Linked DNA regions of Gossypium hirsutum: region 2 is linked to region 1. Evidence: chromatin contacts called from public Hi-C data. All regions are on one chromosome and are shown on one strand. Each heading gives the region's core, a stretch centred on a gene start, on an enhancer-like site or on the middle of the called end of the contact. The rest is flanking DNA. Distances are from core to core; before and after follow the strand shown. Region 1 holds the start of LOC107901668 (wings apart-like protein 1). Region 2 overlaps LOC121218133 (a long non-coding RNA gene).

The links. A called contact is a pair of places that touch in the nucleus more often than the background predicts.
Region 2: a Hi-C map of leaf shows a contact between it and region 1, with 3 times the contacts expected there. The contact joins the enhancer-like site here to the promoter of LOC107901668 in region 1. A contact is called at or near these places in 17 of 34 Hi-C or Micro-C datasets (anther, callus, fibers and 4 more).

The regions. Positions count from the first base shown.
Region 1 is chrD06:44,713,853-44,717,192 of Gossypium_hirsutum_v2.1, forward strand. It overlaps LOC107901668 (wings apart-like protein 1), which reads right to left and starts at 1,696. Exons shown (of 12, transcript XM_016827756.2): 1 at 936-1,696. The coding sequence starts at 1,465.
Region 2 is chrD06:44,854,832-44,858,171 of Gossypium_hirsutum_v2.1, forward strand. It overlaps LOC121218133 (a long non-coding RNA gene), which reads right to left. Exons shown (of 3, transcript XR_005914374.1): 3 at 1,581-1,918. Among protein-coding and RNA genes, the nearest start is that of LOC121218133, 7.3 kb to the right of the region's middle. Within about 2 kb of position 1,845, at least 1 of the 9 cell types and tissues checked has an H3K27ac peak or open chromatin away from gene starts, as enhancers often do. A contact at or near this core is called in leaf, where this site is marked.

The DNA.
Region 1 (3,340 bases), core at 446-2,945:
GTCTAAAAGGAAAACCACTCCATCTTTATCTTCACATTCTTTTAGAGTGAAACAAGCACTGAACCAGTAAATGAAGATTGAATAAGCTGAAAAAAATCAATTGACAACCCCTAAAAAGAGACAATAGACGATTAACAAATTACACGGCTGCAGGAAATGGCACCTATACTTTTTATACCATACATAATGTCTAACCGAGTTGTTGTCATGAGTCAAGTTACTCCAACTCAGCTAACAGTTACTCAAGAATAAAATAAAATTAAGGATGTTATGGTCTTTAATTTATTTTTACCTATTTTAAAAAAACTATCCACTCCTAGAAAATCTACCTATTTAGCTTTTTATTTTTCAAAACAGACAAAGAAAAAACTGACTAAGTAATTGAACCACATTCTAGTAAGGAAATAAAATATAACAGAATGTAACAGTCCTTAATACTACTGGAAACACAATCTAACCACCAAAGGAGTTCTTTAAATTAATACAAAATCAAATTCTATGCATAAACTATCAAAAACATCAATAACTTACACAACCCCAGAAAGGGAATGCAAGACCGCCAACCCTTTACAATTTCTAATAAACTACGTTTTCATCCAAGACCCAAATCTTTGATACATTTATCTTCCTTTAACTCTATCGGAAAGCCAAATATAGTTGAATAGTCTATAGACTCCCAGAAGGGAATTCAAAATTTCAAATATGCGTAACGTCCCTAAAATTACTAATCCATATTATCCCCCAAGTCTAAAACAAAAGGTCAAAAAGAAGCAAAGTGCACCTTAATCTGTTTGAATCAACAAAGTTATTTCATAACCAAATTTAAATTCAAATTTCAAAACTCCACCCTAAATTAACACTACCCAGATGCCAATATCAACAGATTTCAACAAAAGAACCTAAAAACCAAAAACCCATCAAGAATTTCAACATACCCATGAGTTCTCAACAGTCTCCTCTGTTGGGCAGTGGCGCAAATCGAAAGCAGAGACAAGAGACTCGCTCTTCTGATCCTCACTGGCTGGCCTTTCTTTAACCCATCAAGCGCGAAATTAACCTCGTCAACGTGCTCCATCATTTCCCCGAATTCTTGAGCCTCCATCAGACTCGAAGTCGGCGAAATCCACGGCATAGAAGAATACCCTACCTCGTTCTTGCTCTGGTTTTGCTTCTGTTTCTTGGATCTTCTAACAACACCGTTTCTTGGATCTTCGAATTCGAAACTTCTTTGGGTTGGTTTAACGGACGCTTTTATTTTGTTCTTGTAGTCGTCGTCGATGAATTCTTGAGAGGACGGCCATAAGGAAGAGGATTCCTGGGTGGTAGTGAAAGGGAAATCGTAGATGTCCTGAGACGGCAACGTTTCTTGGGACAATGGAGGGGAGTCGGAGACGTCGTCGTTTAGGGAGTCGGAGAATGTCCTGGTTAAACCACGGTTACGGCGACCGTAGGTTCGGACGATCATTGTTTGGAGTCTGGATTTCTTTGTGGTGGCGGCGTTTAACCTGGATATGGCATTGAGAAGTAAGATAAGGGTATTTTGGGCAAAAAAGAAAACAAAAATCGAGATTTTGAAATGAAACGAAGCTCTCCCTTCGTCTTTCTGTCTCTCTCTCTTTCTTGGACGGTGGAGCTGAGAGAAAAAGAAAAGAAAGGTTTTAGGACAAATTAGAAGAGAGAAATCTGGGTCCGGTTGGGATTTTGATTTGGGTCCGGTTTGGTCCTAAAATGAGAGGAAATTACCTAGGGCCGACGCTAATAGGAGTGGATGGGCCGTGACACCAAATATTTTGAATCTCTCTTTAATATTTATATTAAATATAAAAATATTTTATCCCTTTCAAAAATTAATTTAATGAAGTATAAATTAGAAAAATAAACCTTTGAGGGTCAAACAACCTCCCAATAAAAAACAATAAATTTAGCATTTAAAAAAATTGCATCCAATTGAGCTAAAAAGATATTCTTTTATTAACAAAAATTATTAGTAATTGATTTGATTATAATGAAAAATTGACATGTAGTAAAGTATATTAAAAGTGACATGTCATGTAAAATATAAAATATAAAATCTTAGTAAATAATACTAAAAAAGTTCACACTTAAAGAACAATTTAGTATATTTTTAAGTTTTTAGTTTTTAGTTTAATGTAATTTTGATTTTGATTTATTTTACAATTTCTAAGTTTTTTTTCTTGAATATTGTAAAAAAGTTTAATTATTTCTTAGGTTCCTTCGAAAAGTTATTTTTCAGAATATGTGATATATATGAGTGTTGAGTTAATAGTAGGCTAAATTAGGTAATTATGTTGTTTTCTTAATTAAGGTTATAAGTCATTTTTTAAAAAATTTAGAGAAATAAGTCATTTTTGAAAAGAGAAATGAAAAGCGTGCCCAGATGGACGAGTTTTTCCTCAACGGTCATTTGAACGTTGGTCGTGCAACGATAAAAAAGGACAACAGTCATTTTTGTTTACCTATAAATACCCCAAATTTATTTATTTTTCATTCACATCATATTCTCTCAATTTTCTCAAGTTCTTGTTCTAAATTTTTCGATATTCTTGTTCAAAAATATTATTTTTTTAATTATTCTGTATTTTATTTGTTCGAATTAAATTTTCATTAATAACAACCTCTCTAATTCATTTCGACCACAATCACATTTATGTCGCTCAAGCAGTAATGGTAAGACAAAAATTTAATTTTTATTATTTTTGATTAAGTTAAATTTAAATTTTTTATAAATTAAAATAATTTTCAGTCGTTATAAATAAGTAGATGACCATGTTTTGGAGGCGTTCATACATAATTTGTCAACGCCTCCAATCACTGAAATTCATGGTTACTTGCAAGAGGCGGGATTCTTGCATACATCTCATATGTTCGAGGGCTGCAAACTTGACCCTAGACTCATCAGCGCATTGGTGGAAAGATGGAGGCCTCAGACGCACACTTTTCTATCTTCCATGTGGCTAGCGTACAATCACACTAGAGGACATGGCGTTACAACTCGGTCTACCGGTTGATGGACAGATCGTCACGGGAACAACAAATATTTTCTGTAAAAAAGGATATTTGTACAGCATTATTAAGGAAGGTCCCGAACAAGTTTGATACCCAATAAATCTTAAAATTTGGTACACATAAGGTGGCTACTACACCTAGTAGACTTTAAAGAATGCAAAAAATTGAGTTAGGATTAGCCGTGTTGGCCACGTTATACTAGGAGTTGTATTGGGCCACAAAATTGGGTAAGATGTCAATCAGTGGTTGCCTGCTCCTGCTGCAATTTGGGTATCAACAACAAATTCTGCCAACACCGCGAGACTTGAAGGAG
Region 2 (3,340 bases), core at 595-3,094, 140 kb after region 1:
ATATTAGAAAATTAGAAAATGGGTTGAGTTGGGCTTGGGCCTTGAATGCTTGAGCTTGATTCATATTTTAAATAAGTCTAATGTTTTTACTATATCAGGTTTAATATTTTTATCTAAACCTTCTCAAATTTCGGGTTGACCTTCAAGCTTGAGCAAATAGCCAATCCTTGAATAGGCCTACTTGACACCTATTGAACTCTTTTGAAGACATCTATCTATTAATGTTAGATTTATGGTACACGATGAAATTTCAAACTAAATAGAACTTAAAAACCATAAATGTTGAGTTGTATTAAACTTATTTATTAAGGTTGGATTTAGGGAACAATTAAAATATTAATTAAAGAGGCACTCAACTACAACAAGTCTTTATTTATTAGGGTTATCTCTCAAGCAATAAGAATAATTGTAAATATATTACATATTAAAGATAACTCGAAACTTACAAGTGTCAATATTTATGTACGTTAATCGTAAATACAAATAAATTGATTTGGTTTATACAACTCAATACTGTTGGACGTCAAAATTCTTTAATAATTACCTTGATTTACTACGCAAATGTAGAAATATCCTTAAAAAAAGTATTCTATAATATTAGTTTTGAAGAATTATAAGAAAAATTTTAAAATTTTGGTATATCCAACTCAGAAAAACACATGTGCTACTTTTATCCCCTTTCCCCCACCAAATTTTCTAAAAGAAAAGCAACCATAGAATTTACAACATTCTAGGATGGTTTGGCAGTTGGAACCTCCAATTAACAATATAGGCCCAAACAATATTAAGAGAAAAACTATGTAGGCCTTGAATTGTCCAAAATAAACAAAGTTCTTCTAAACAAAAATAAATAAAATCCATTTTGATGTATAATACAATATTGAAAGAGATCTTATGATTTATTCAATTCCAGATTCTTTAAAAAAAAAGTTTAAAATAACATATTCTTTATGAATAGACAAATAAGCTAAATGTTGGACCCAATAAATTAGACACATTTCGTTACTTTATATATATATATATGAAACAACACAAAATAACATATGCCTTACTATCTCTTTGCCGTCAAGCCCCATCAACATTTATCTTGCACCAACCAATAAGTGGATATGGCTAACAAAGCTTAGACATTTTATTTTTAAATATTTCATATAAAAATAGTAAAAGATGTGGAATTAATATTAATTACTTTAGTAAAAAGATTTCTCTAACCAAGTTAATTCCTCACATGAATACAATTAAACTTTTTATATATATTATAAATATTGGTTTACTTTGCTATGGCCAGTAATATGACTTCCCTATTAAATTCTTTTTTTCAAACAAAACGGCTTTGAAATTAAAAAAAAAATGGAGAAATTTGAAGAATAAGACGAACGCGGTAGGGATAGCTGCGAACTTTCAAGATAGCTGAAATTGAAGAATAAGACGGCATTAATTGGGTTTGGTCAAGATTATTATTTAATTAATATAATATATTCTTATTTAAGTTTAATAAAATATGTAAATTATTAATCCAAAATTATCAGAGTATGCTTAATAAGAAAGGAAAATACGAGGAAAGAAAATAGAAGAGATCATTGTAATGGGCCATTTTTGTCCAGGCCCATCAAAAAAATTAAACCAAGAAATATTAATAAATTAATAGTCCAAATGATACAAGCCCAAAAACAAAAAAAGAAATCCATTTATAGAATAGGCCCAAATGGCCCAAAATGAAAAAAAGCCTTAAACAGCCCGTTGGCCCACAACTTAAACTCATTCTCAGAACTCTAATGTTCTATGCGCGCCGCACCCCCTCCCTCCGCTCGTGCCACGTCAGCCCACCTCGTCCCGAGGCCTAACGCGCACTTGCCGCCATTGCACCAAAATGGCAAAGGCAGCCCTTCTCTCCTCTTCGTTGACCACGCGCCAGTGCCTACAAAAAGAACGAAAGAGGACAACAACAGCAGAGAAACAGCGCAACATAAATAGTAGAAACATTAAAAATATATAGAAAAATCAAGATCTAATGTATTATTTGGTTATAAAAGTCAGATCCACCATGTATTCTTTGGCACACAAGATTAATCAAAAACAGAATTCAAAAATCCAAAAGGTATTTTTTTAGTATATTTTCATTCTTTATCTTTTATTTTCGAAAACATATATATAAAAATAAAAATAAAAATGAAAGATTTTTTACCCTCATCGCAGTCTTCTCCCTCCGTTTGGAAAGACTAATGGATCCTCAAGGTTTGCCAAATGGTCGCGACAGAAAAAGACAGAATCGAAGGGTTCCTTTGATTTGTTTTGAATTTTGGTGGGCTCTTCGGGCATTTTGGCATTAGATTGGGGTAGAGGATAGTAAAACGATCAAAAAGGCCCTTTTTTTTGTCAGCCACCGTGGACAATGGAGCCGTCACCGGCGACCAACGACCGACGCCGAGGCTCGCAAGTCTCCATGGCTGGATTCTGGGATACCCAGAGAGAAAAGAAAAGAAAAAAAATTTTAAAAGAGATATTCAAATGATTTTTTTTCTGTTTTTTATTATTTATAATAGGACTAATACAACGTTGTGTTTTTCATTATTTATATTCAAATGATTTATCCCTTTAATTTCATCCTAATTTCGATTTAATTCTTAACCTTAAATTTCAACACTTTTCACATATTATTTTATTATTTTATTTATTTATTTACTTATCATTTTTTTTACCCTTTTTTACACTTAAAAAAAATATAGATTATTCACACTCTTTTACTTGCGTATTTTTATTATTAAATTATTATTTTATTTTTAATGTTTTTATTATTCCCATTATTTTATTATTTTATTTATTTTTTATACTTTCATGTCACATTTATTTATTTTTATTATCATGCATTTCCCATGTTACTTTATTTTAAGATCATCTTGTTTATTTTACTAATATCATCATTAATCTTATTGATTGATGTTATTATTACAATTATATTTGTAATGTTATAGTATTTCTCTACTTGTTTGTTCTAACATTCTACCCATATAGCTATTATATATTATTCTGTTTACGACTATACTGCACATTAAATTTAGTATATTCGCTCATTGGTGTATCGTATCCAAATATAAATACATATTGTTTTAAACATTACATTTGTTCTTGTTTAGAAAAGGAAATTAGAACATCATTTTAAAATACATGAAATTTAATGAAAAATAAAATAAAACGCAAGCTCATTTTCAAGGGTTCGAGATGTCGTATCATCACTTACAGGATATGACATTTTGTTACCTCGAGATAAGAGGACCTTTTTCATACATTTTGATTTGTTCAAGTGATTTTAATTAAAAATAACATTATGTAAAGAATAATC